Linked DNA regions of Sus scrofa: regions 1, 2 and 4 are each linked to region 3. Evidence: chromatin contacts called from public Hi-C and HiChIP or PLAC-seq data. All regions are on one chromosome and are shown on one strand. Each heading gives the region's core, a stretch centred on a gene start, on an enhancer-like site or on the middle of the called end of the contact. The rest is flanking DNA. Distances are from core to core; before and after follow the strand shown.

Region 1 (2,700 bases), core at 171-2,670, 410 kb after region 3:
TTAAAAATCACCCCAAACTTAGTGACATAAAATGATAATTTTTCAATCTCTGTTTCTGTGGATCAGGAATTTGGAAAGAGCTCAAGCTGGGCATTTCTGGCTCTGGTCTCTCAGGCAGTAGCAGTCCAGTGGTGGCTGAAGCTGGAACAGAATAGGGTTGAGATCAGCTGGTGATGAGCCTGTAGTTTCCGGCATTTCTTTGCAAGCAAGTTCGAACTTCCGCAGAGCATAGCAACCTCAGGACATCCTTCTACTTACTGTGTCGGTCAATACACGTGTGCAAGCCTCCCAGCAATAAAGGATAGGGCTGTGTAGCCTCAGAAGCCATAGAGGATCATTTCATATACGGCTACATTCTGTTGGTTATATGTCAATCACAGGCCCACTCAGATTCAGGGGGAGGGGAATTAGGTTCTATCTACTGATGGGGCAGTGGCAAAATTACTTTGCACAAGAGCATGTGGGATGGCGAATATTATTGTGGCATGGAAGTCATTGTCAAATACACTTTGCCACGGTGATCTGAATGAAGTAAATACTTTGTTGATGAGGGAGAGAGAGAAAGAGGTTCTCATGACTCATCAGATTTAAAAAATCTAGGCAAACCTTATCAAGGCGGACAAAACAGCCTTAGTACAAGTGTGTAGCTGTGCATAACAATTCCAATTATTGTCACGTTCTTGTCTGGAAAATCCCCAGGCCTATGCTGTTGGTGCACAGAATTCACTTCAGGCAAAGAAAGAGCAGGATGCCAACTTTCTCCCCCAACCTCCCCAGAAACGAAAATAAAATCAGTTTCAAACCTGAAGGCATTCCTCACTGAAAATAAGTGCATGTGCCACCTGGTGGCGAGACAGTCAAATGTGCATTCTATCCTGTTGGCTGGATTTATTGAGTTGTCCTCAGAGGCTCTATCTATAGCATTTACTGAAAGACAACAATTCTAACATGTGTAAGTGCCTCTGTCCAAACAGCCAAAATACAAAGGGAACATTACATGTTATGTGTTTATGGGAAATTCACATTTAACTGGGCATCCCGTGTTTCACCTGGGAACTTTTAAAGGGTAGCACACGTAAGGCAGGCGACGCGGCGAACTGACCCTCGATGGGGCACTCGAGGAAGAAGCCTCTGGGGCTTTCCGGCCGGGGAACGAAGCGCCAAGGCCCCCACTGCCGTGTGAAGAAAGAAGGTAATGGGCTTTCGTGGAAGCTCGCCCAGGACTTGGGGGCCCGGAAACCGAAAAGATCCGAGACGGCTGGCGATTGGCTCCTAAACGGCCCGGGGCCCCACGGCGCAGGCCAGAGGCCAGAGGCGGCCGCCCGACTCCAAGATGGCGCCCGCGGAGGAGGCTGCCAGCGGCCAGGATGGCGGCGCGGGGCCGCGCCCGCGCTCCCGGGCTCTCCTCCCCCTGCCTTCCTGCGGCGGAGAGCGCGCCTCGCGCGGCCGTGCGCCGTTTGCCCTTCGGCCTGGGTGGTGCGGCCGCCGCCCGCCCCGCACCATGCGACTCCTTGGCTGGTGGCAGGTACTCCTATGGGTGCTGGGGCCTCCGGCCCGCGGCCAGGAAGGTGAGTGCGGGCTGGGGGCGCCGGCGGCTGTGTGCGAAATGCCCGGGGAGGCGGCGGGCTCCCCCGGCAATGCTCTTTCACCTGCGCGAAGGCCTGCTCTGCGCGCTTGGCCTCTCCCAGGCGCCCACCGGAGCGCCTCTCCCCGCGTCGTCCAGACCTCTTTCCCGGTGGTCCCCGCTCCAGGTCTGGCGTGGGGGGCGGCGGGGCGAGATGCCCGGGACGTGTTTAGGCCCCTGAGCAGGTGGCTGTCAGTCGGGAATGAAGTGCTTACCAAGGCGGAACCTCATGTGCTGAGCGAGCACTTTATTATTAATGATAGTCGTCATAATGAAAGCGACATGAATGGTGGCTTTATTAGGAGCCAGGAACTGTGCGCAGTGCTTTCCACCACGATCTCATTTCGTCCTCCCACCGACCCTTACAGATGAAGATGCTGAGCCAAGAGAGACTAAGTCATCTGTCGATGTTTGCCCTTCTGGCAATGGGCAGAGACTGGCTTTGGACTGCAAAGCCCCCACTGTACTGTGCACCCTGCTGGACCGCTTTATTGAGAAGGCCGCTTTTGCTCAGGTGCCTGTGTGAAGGATAGATGAGAAAAGGACAGGAGACTCCCAGGGCAGCCCGGTGCTCCCAGACCTGCTTTCACCTTGGGGAAGGCAGCCACCTGGAGGCACGGCTTACTCTCAGCCTCCTTCACTCCACTCCTCACAGTCCCCCTGTTCAAGTCCAGACCCTTTTGGCCTTGCTTGTCATTCACAACTTCACAGGAGTAGGCAGGTCTTGACTTTCCCTGTGGTGTCCTAGAAAGAGGCCCAGCGGCCAGCTTGCTGAGTACTGAAAAGGAATGAAAGGGGAGTTCCTGTCGTGGCTCAGTGGTTAACGAATCCGACTAGGAACCATGAGGTTTTGGGTTCCATCCCTGGCCTTGCTCAGTGGGTTAAGGATCTGGCCTTGCTGTCACCTATGGTGTAGGTCGAAGATGCGGCTCGTATCCCGTGTGGCTGTGGCTCTGGCGTAGGCTGGTGGCTACAGTTCGATTGCACCCCTAGCCTGGGAACCTTCATATGCTGCAGCAGCGACCCAAGAAATAGCCAAAAAAAAAAAAAAGTAATGAAAGGACTCACTATGTGCC
Region 2 (2,700 bases), core at 35-2,534, 320 kb after region 3:
CTGTAGCTGCCAGCCTACACTACAGCCAAAGCAACACAGCATCTGAGCCAAATCTGCAACCTACACCACAGCTCCCGGCCACGCCGGATCCTCAACCCACTGAGTGAGGCCAGGGATCAAACCCGCAACCTCATGGTTCCTAGTCAGATTCGTTCCTGCTGCACCACGAAGGGAACTCCTGGTTTCATTCTTTCAAAAATCAAATTTACTGAGGTAAAATTTATATACAGTAAAACACCAATTTGAAGTGTGCAGTTTAATAAATTTTGGCATGCATCCATGCAATGACTGCCACAGGAAAAATATGGAGATTTTCTTATCACCCTTAGATATAAGAACATGAACTACCCCAGAAGCATGTAAAGTAAATGAGAACCTCTCTCCAACACTTCTACAGCCTTTTGCTAAAACAACAACATTTTACTGCGCCTTCCACAAGGTGAGTCGGTCTCTCCCTTGGGACTGTACTTCAGAATCACCTGGAAAGATGGAAAAGTCCCAATATGCAGGAAGCACTCCAGACCAATCAAATCAGAATATTAGAGTGGAACACACGAATCCATATATACATACATACATTTTATATATATATATATATATGTATATATATATATATATATATTTTTTTTTTTTAAGTTCCCAAGTGAAGGCAATGTTGAGAACCATTATAATCTAATGTACCTGTTTTCTGCTTTTCATCCCCTTCACCAAGTTAACTCCAGGTTAACTCTAGTCTTCAAATCTCACCTCTAAACGGTCACTTCTTCAGGGAACTCTTTTTGCGAACTCCGTTCCTATCGCAGAATCTTTTTCCTGTTGTATTATACCTGCTTGTGTTTTCCTTAATGCCCGTATCTGCCACTAGATTGAAAGCTCACCAGGATCTAGAACATGCTCGACAGGTAACAATATATATAAATGAATGAATGTATAAATAAGTAACAGTGAATGAAGATGGAGATGTTTGTAGCATCACTTAGCTCATGTGAAGGGCGATGTCCCTACAGGGCCTGGGACAGCTCGCAGTGCTTATGGCGCTTCGGTGGCCCTTGCTTAAAAGACCTTGTCGAGGGCTTGCAAGGCTGAGGCACCGCCCCCCACCGCACCCACACGCCAGGTCTTTCGCGGCTGTGCAGGGAAAACGCAGACGAGCCAACCTTTTTCGGCGCGGCCAGCGCTGTGCGGCCTCCAGCCCAGCGGGGGCGCTGTGGAGCCAGAGCGGCTTCCGGGCTCCCGTTTCCTTCCTCTTGCCGCTGGCGCCAACACATCCTGTTTTCGTTGGCCGCGCTCCGGGGGCCGCTGCCACTGTGGCTGCTGCCGCTTGTTAGTGCTGCTCCTCGCCCGGCGAGTCGAGGGCAGCGCGGCCTCCTACGTTGTGCGGTACTTGTGCGCGTGGTCCCGAAGGGCGCCGCTTTCCCGCGGCCGGCGGCATGGGCCGGGAGTCTCGGTGAGGCGGCGCGGCGGGCGGGCGAGCGGCTTCCTTGGCGTGGGGGAAGAGGCGGGAGTTGCGGTGGCCTCGGGGCCCGGCCTATCCCGGTGCGGCCCCACGTGTGGCCAGCGGCTGGCCGGTGCCACCGGAGGAGCTGGGGGACCTCTGCCGACGTTGTCTCTGTAATTGGGCCGCCAGCGGGCCCGAGGTTCCCTTGCAGTGCTTTCGACCGGTTCGAGTCGCTGGAGCGGGAACACCCCTCCGGGACGTCAACCGCATCCCGCCGTTTCCGCGCTTACCCTGCTTGCCTCAGTCAGAAGCGATCCCAGTTGGATTCCTAACCGCCTCGCGTTTGCCATGTTTCTTTAGCCTCTATCGCTCTCTACGTCAGTTCTTTGTGCGCTTGTGGCATTTTTTCACGTCGAAAGCACAATGTGGTCAAACACTTAACATACCTACAGCACTTCATGACTGGGCTTTTACTGGGCTGCAATAAATGCTTGTTGCCTGGACATATATTTCGCAGATAGGTTTCAATTTAAGTACTTTTTTTTTTTTTTAATCCTTTTTAAACTCGAAACTAGGAGCTCTTACTAGAACGCATCTCTTTAGCTTGTTACCTGATTTGGGATCTTCAGGTTTTTAATCTTGAAAGTGCATATTTGCTTGATACCTAGAGGTGGTTGAAAGATCATTTATATCTAGGATAAAAATAATAGGTGAGTAAGGTAATAGTAGTTCACTGAGTGAGGTGTGATTAACATTCAGGGAAATGGACAAAGCTTTAACGGTGGAGCTGATGAAATTGAGCAAATATATACACTGTGTAACTGTCACCTGCATAAAGTGTTTCCTTAACTACAGAAAATTCTTTTGAAGGTCTTTTAAATCTCCGTGGAATCATTGGTGTTCCTCTGGCCATCTAGACCAGAAACCTGGAAGTGATATTTATTCGACTCCCTTTTTTCTCTCTTTCTGCCTGCATCCATTTAGATGATAGAACCTGTGGACATTTCTGCTCTCTTTGACTTAATTCACGCCCTAAATATTTCTTGCTCAGACTGCTACACATGTCTCAAATTGATTCTCTTCCTCTGATCTTGCTCTCCTAGTTGATTCCACACTGTGGCCAGAGCAGCGGCCTCTCAGATAAAAAAGATGATGTCATTCGCACGCTTTTCCTGTCCTTTGGCGCTTACTGCTTCAGAAATAATGTGAGACTTCAGTACAGCCTTCAAGGACCTTTGCAAGAATGTTCTTCCGTCTCTTCC
Region 3 (2,700 bases), core at 184-2,683:
TATAACACACTGGGCTGAAGAATTACCCAAATGCATTAAAAGAGTTCAGAGTTCATACCAAAAGCTCTGACTGAGCACTGAGGCAACAGAGGAAGAGAACTCAATGACTTGAAGTAATCTCTGAATCCCAATGGTCAACATCACTGAGTCCCATAGTGGAGGACGTTTCAGGCCACGTACTTGCTACACTAAAAAAACGTGAAATAAGTTACCCAGTCTCTAGATACAATCTCCCATCCATGTCTGCAGTATCCCCCAGATCTGATCATACTTTTAGATTTCTTTGACACCAACTACAAATGGATAAACTCTTGAGATCAAATCCCTACATTTCTTGACAAATAAAACCATACTCCATGTTAGCTAAATCCATGGACTGTGACACAAATCCTCACATGAGAGCACACCCATAAAGGAAAACAAAATTCTGTAATTCCACAGTGATTATAAACCAACATTAGACAATCTGTACACTATTTTTTTTTTTTTGACCACCCCTGCGGCACGCCAAGGTCCGGAGCCACAGCAATGAGAGTGCTGAGTCCTTAACCACTCCACCACCCGGGAAACCCTGTACACCCGTTCTTTTATCTCTGCCCAGAATTTCCAATCCTGGAAACCCACTGCAGTGTATATGCAGACTATTTTGGTGGTCCTAAGGAAGCATTTCAAGGGATTTTACTTGCTAGGAGCCTGAGCATTCAACAATGAGAAAAAAGGAGGTCCCTTCACTCTTCCCCCACATACCATATTTGATAAGCCATTGAATCAACCAGTGGGGATATCCAAATTATTTGGGGCTCTGTTTTAGAGAGTTAAGAAACACAACAAACTAGTGCTTCCGACACATCATTGATTGCTGTTAATGAGAGAAACCAGAGACATAAGTAATAAAGGTGTATATCCACCCTGAGCCCCGTCAATTTAACCACCCGGTTCAAAAACCTGGCTAAAACTCAGATCCCGGCGACGCTCTCACGTGACCCGTTCTAATCACGTCATAGGGACACGTGGTTCTAGATACTTCGTCCCCTCCCCCTCAGGGGTGGATTGTTGACAACGCCGCCGGTAGTCACGTGATCTTGCGTCATCCCACCTCCTTTCCCTGAAATCTCTGGTCCCGGATACGTCCCTCTCTCCCCACCCGGTCGAGCCTAAGCTAGTGAAAGAGGGGGATACGAGTTGGTGTTTCGGTTTCAGTATCTCCTGATCTACAATCTCCAGTCGGAGCACAGAGCACAATAACTGGTCGACTAGTTAAGGAAACCAAAATGGATAGGGTCCCTACTGAAGGGCTCCCATAAAGAGCTCTCCTACCTCCCACCCCTTTCTCCCCAACCCCTCACTTCATGGTACCGGCGGAGGGCGGAGGGATCTGGAGGCGGCGGAGGGAGACGTCATTGCAGGGTTGTTTGTGCAGCCTCGGCGGCGGCGGTGACCCACAGTGATTCGGCCGCCGCGCCGGGGGGTGGGGGGGCTGTGCGGGACTCTTTTCTTTCGGACTGACCGCGGGGCAGCTGGGGAGCATGTCGACCCCGGCCCGGAGGAGACTTATGCGAGATTTCAAGCGGTAAGGGCCTTCATCTTCACCGGATGACGGCTCCTCCCCAAGCTGCGGGGTTGCAGGGCGGGGATCCGGGACACCTTCCCCTCATGACCCTAAGAGGGCCGCTGTGGGCCCTCCGGGATTGACGGAAGCCCAGTCCTAGCCCCTGTTCGCAGTCCGTCAGCCTTGCTTGTTCACTCCTTCGACGTAAGAAATTTCGATATCCCCTCACCACTCCCCTCCCCCCGGAAGAAGTAAGAAGATGGCTTTGGCTGTCCTAGGATTCCTTGTTGTCCACTTGGGCCAGTTGCCTGATGCCTCACCCTGGCGTCCAAACCTCATCACCCACTGCTGCACTTTGTGGTGCCCCCTCACTGCCCTAAAAGCGAGCGCTTGAGAAACCTTTCCCCCGGTAGCTGCACTAGTTGGCTTTGTTGGATGAGCCTGCGGTCTCCTCCGAGGGCCAGGGTTGGGGCGACCACCTTGCCCCCCCACCCCCCCACCCCCGCCACACGCTCACGCAGACACACACACCCCCTGCCATTCTTCAGCGAGGGTGGGATCTGATGCGCGAGGGCCGGAGGTTGTTATCCCGTCCTCTGAAACCCGACTCTTCCCCGCTCGCCTGAAAAGACCTTGAGAACTGGCGTAGAGACCTGGGACTCAGGGCTGGCAACGGCGGCTGCCAGTGCCTTCTGGAACTCAGCTCTGTGGCCTGGTGTATAAAGCCCTATCTATAGCCTCAAAGTCTGGAAAAATGCCTTCCTTGAGTCTGGCGCTAACCTGATACTCCCTGGGCCTCCTTTTGTAAAACAGGGTTGTGTAAGGAGGTGTTGGCATGAGTGAGGAGGAAGTGACTTCAGTTTTGTTGCCTTTAATTCAATACCTGGAGGTAGGGGGAGAAAAAGAGAAGACTTAGCATTGCCCTCCTCTGCACATTTTTAAGTGGGTTTCTGGGAGACCCACCCCGATCGAGACAAAATATTTAGTGTAAAAACTTAGTCATTCAGGAAGTAACCTCTCAACCATTGTAAACCCTTAGGTGAGGCCCTTGGAAGCCATTGTTTGGGGCTTTGGCCAGTTTATCATTGAATGTATTTGTAATTTAGCCTTTATCTTTAGTGGACGGCTCTCAGGCAGCATATCCATGGTCA
Region 4 (2,700 bases), core at 162-2,661, 390 kb after region 3:
GCCTACACCACAGCCACAGTAATGCAGGATCTGAGCATGTCTGCAACCTACAGCACAGCTCACGGCAATGCCAGATCCTTAACCCACTGAGTGAGGCCAGGGATTGAACCCAAGTCCTCATGGATACTAGTTGGGTTCGTTAACCACTGAGCCATAACAGGAACTCCTATATATATATTTTTTTTCTTTTTATGGCCACACCTGCGGCATATGAAAGTTCCTTGGGCTAGTGGTTGAATCTGAGCTTCAGCTGCCAGCCTACACCACAGCCACACCGGTTCTGAACCACATCTGTGACATTCACTGCAGCAAGGCCATGGGTTGAACCCTCATCCTCACAGACACGATGTCAGGTTCTTAACCCTCTCAGCCACAATGGGAACTCCCTGGTATTCTTTTATATATGGATAATACTAGTACAATCAGTCCTGTGTTCTAGTATCATATAGGAGTAATTAGAATCATGCTATGAAACCCTGCCAGAATGAGCTTTCCTTTCTATGTACTGTGTTTGGTCTGCGTCCTGGCTTGTGTATTCACCCAGAAAAGTTGCTGATTTATTTCCTACTGGCAGCAGCACTGGGCCAAGTGCTGTCCTGTGGTAGAATTCAGTGCTAAGAATGACTTCCTCATACAGTCTTGATCCTCTTCATGCTGTCAAAGAAGTATCTTCCTCTCAGCAGTCTTCCTAATTCTGGATCCTCACCTTTCTGACATCTTCGAATTCACCGCAGGAAGAACTGGGGAAACTAATCCCTTCTAATGAGTGGCTTTTTTGGGGTGACCGATATGCCAGAAACCTCTCAGTAGCTACATATAGGGGGATTTTGTAGGCATACTGCTTGTCCCATCCCTTTCTGCAATGGTGGGAGGACTATGGTAATTCAGAGGTGGTCATGGTCATAAAAATTGTTTGAATTGAAAAAATTAGCCTCACAAAATGAGGTTTTTCATTATCACATGATCCTAGGACTGAGGGTCCAAACACCTCATATTTGAATATCGCCCATTTTATTTACAAGTGGAGGTTTCACACACACCCCCCATAAGTAAGTAAAGTGCAGCAGCTGAGTCCTTTTAATATACTTTGGGCAGCACTCAGCACAGTAAGGCATTATTAAATCTTTTTGCCAACAGCAATTAAAAGCAGTTTCTACAGCAGAAATGCTGGGTTCAAATCCTGACTCCATCATTTATTAGTCCTGTAATCTGAAAAACGGGGTCAGCAGTAGTTACAGCGTCACAAAACTGGAGTCAAAATTCACATCAGTAAATCATACCCTCTGTGGCCCCCAACCTGCCCCAGAACCCGAGCAGCTCGGGCCTAAGCCCCGCCTCCCGCCCGTCCCCACGCAGCGCAAGCGCAGCCAGGCTCCCTGTCCCACTCTCCCAAGCTTGCGCGCTGGCCGTCGGGCGGGAGATTGGGTCTCGCGATGCGCGTGTGCGTGTGCGTGCGCGGTCCTCGCGAGCTCGCGCACGCCGCTCCTCGCCGTACGGGGCTGTAGCGGCCTCTTCCTCCTCGGTCCCGAGAAGGACCGTGAGCAGTGGTTGAGGTCTGAGCCGGGGATCAGGGTCGGCGTCGCCGCCGCTGCCGCCCTCGCTGCCTGTCCTTCTCTCTTGGGCTCTCCGTGCAGTGCAGAGGCGCCGGGCTGGGAGGGGAGCGGTGCCAGCGTGAGGATCCCAGCCGATGGGCAGCCCCTGGACGCGCTGAGGGGCCGGGCTACTAGCGGCTGAGGTAGGTGGGCTCGCGGGGTTTTGTCAGACTGGCCGGAAGCAGAGTACGGGCCGCGGGAGCTCGTGGAGACCGCACGGAAGGGACGGAAACGGGGGGCCTTGCGGGCTGGAGAGAGAGAGATCGCCGACCTGCGCCCGAGGAGGGGCTCTGGCCTAGCCGGGAGCGAGAGGAGGGGCCCCGGCCGTGCCTGCTCTTCCCCGGGCTTGGAGCCATTATTGGGGGGAAATGCCTCCTGTGGCTGGGGGAGGGGTCACGGCTTCTTTTCTTCTCTTTGAGAGAGAGAAATCGGCAGTCACCCTCCACCACTTTAAATTAATGCCTGTGGGCTTCGAGATGGAGTCTAGATGGAGCGGTGGACTTGTACAGCTTGCACAACTCCGAGTGCATGGACAGTAGGCTATCAGTTTTGATTATCGGAGGGCGCACAGCTCCTTCTGTAGGGTGGGTGTGTATCTCCTGCAAAGTTGTCATTGTTAATACATCAGCAAACGCTGTCGGCTAACGACAGGTAATACATTTCTAGACGCCTCAAGTCAAGTAAGGATTCCAGCGCCGGGGAAACGGCGCCGTGGGGCACAATTAAGGAGTTGAAAGAAGACAAAGAAAGCCGTTATTTATGTTCTGACCTAGTATCAAAACTTTCCGGGGTGGGCCAGGAGGCGTAACGACTGGCTTTTGTTTTAGCTTTTGCTGAACAGACTTTCTGATTGAGGTCGATCACAAATGGACTTTCACTTAGAATTATAAAATCGTGTTGTGATTCTCTTTAGTCGTTACAAGCCAGAATGACCTGAGATAAACGTCTGACAATTATGTGTTGTTTGCTCTTTGGAAGAGAGCAGATCTTGGGCTTCAGGAAAGGAAGAATCTCTCGATGCCTAAAAATGAATGCTTTGTGAAGTTACTAAAAATAGTTAAAGCGTTCTCTATGTTGGCAGTAATGCCTCCACATTCACGAGATGGGA

The links. Hi-C and Micro-C count contacts between places; a contact is called where the count stands out from the background. HiChIP or PLAC-seq counts read pairs in DNA pulled down with a chosen protein or histone mark.
Region 1: a contact with region 3 is called in a Hi-C map of skeletal muscle, with 4 times the contacts expected there. The contact joins the promoter of TXNDC15 here to the promoter of UBE2B in region 3. A contact is called at or near these places in 2 of 5 promoter capture datasets (fetal liver and liver), 5 of 47 Hi-C or Micro-C datasets (embryonic fibroblasts, fetal heart ventricle, heart right ventricle and 2 more) and 2 of 2 datasets of contacts at active chromatin or transcription factors (alveolar macrophages and skeletal muscle).
Region 2: an H3K27ac HiChIP or PLAC-seq map of skeletal muscle shows a contact between it and region 3, with 2.3 times the contacts expected there. The contact joins the promoter of DDX46 here to the promoter of UBE2B in region 3. A contact is called at or near these places in 1 of 47 Hi-C or Micro-C datasets (heart right ventricle) and 2 of 2 datasets of contacts at active chromatin or transcription factors (alveolar macrophages and skeletal muscle).
Region 4: an H3K27ac HiChIP or PLAC-seq map of alveolar macrophages shows a contact between it and region 3. The contact joins the promoter of C2H5orf24 here to the promoter of UBE2B in region 3. A contact is called at or near these places in 2 of 47 Hi-C or Micro-C datasets (embryonic fibroblasts and epiblast stem cells) and 2 of 2 datasets of contacts at active chromatin or transcription factors (alveolar macrophages and skeletal muscle).

What each region holds. Positions count from the first base shown.
Region 1 is chr2:137,059,568-137,062,267 of Sscrofa11.1, forward strand. TXNDC15 (thioredoxin domain containing 15) reads left to right here and starts at 1,421. Exons shown (of 5, transcript NM_001243618.1): 1 at 1,421-1,568. The coding sequence starts at 1,502. LOC102164851 (a long non-coding RNA gene) reads right to left here and starts at 939. Exons shown (of 2, transcript XR_002341915.1): 1 at 804-939; 2 at 1-141.
Region 2 is chr2:136,971,246-136,973,945 of Sscrofa11.1, forward strand. It overlaps DDX46 (DEAD-box helicase 46), which reads left to right and starts at 1,285. Exons shown (of 23, transcript NM_001246268.1): 1 at 1,285-1,447. The coding sequence starts at 1,431.
Region 3 is chr2:136,651,382-136,654,081 of Sscrofa11.1, forward strand. UBE2B (ubiquitin conjugating enzyme E2 B) reads left to right here and starts at 1,434. Exons shown (of 6, transcript NM_001257356.1): 1 at 1,434-1,570. The coding sequence starts at 1,527.
Region 4 is chr2:137,036,560-137,039,259 of Sscrofa11.1, forward strand. It overlaps C2H5orf24 (UPF0461 protein C5orf24 homolog), which reads left to right and starts at 1,412. Exons shown (of 2, transcript XM_005655017.3): 1 at 1,412-1,735.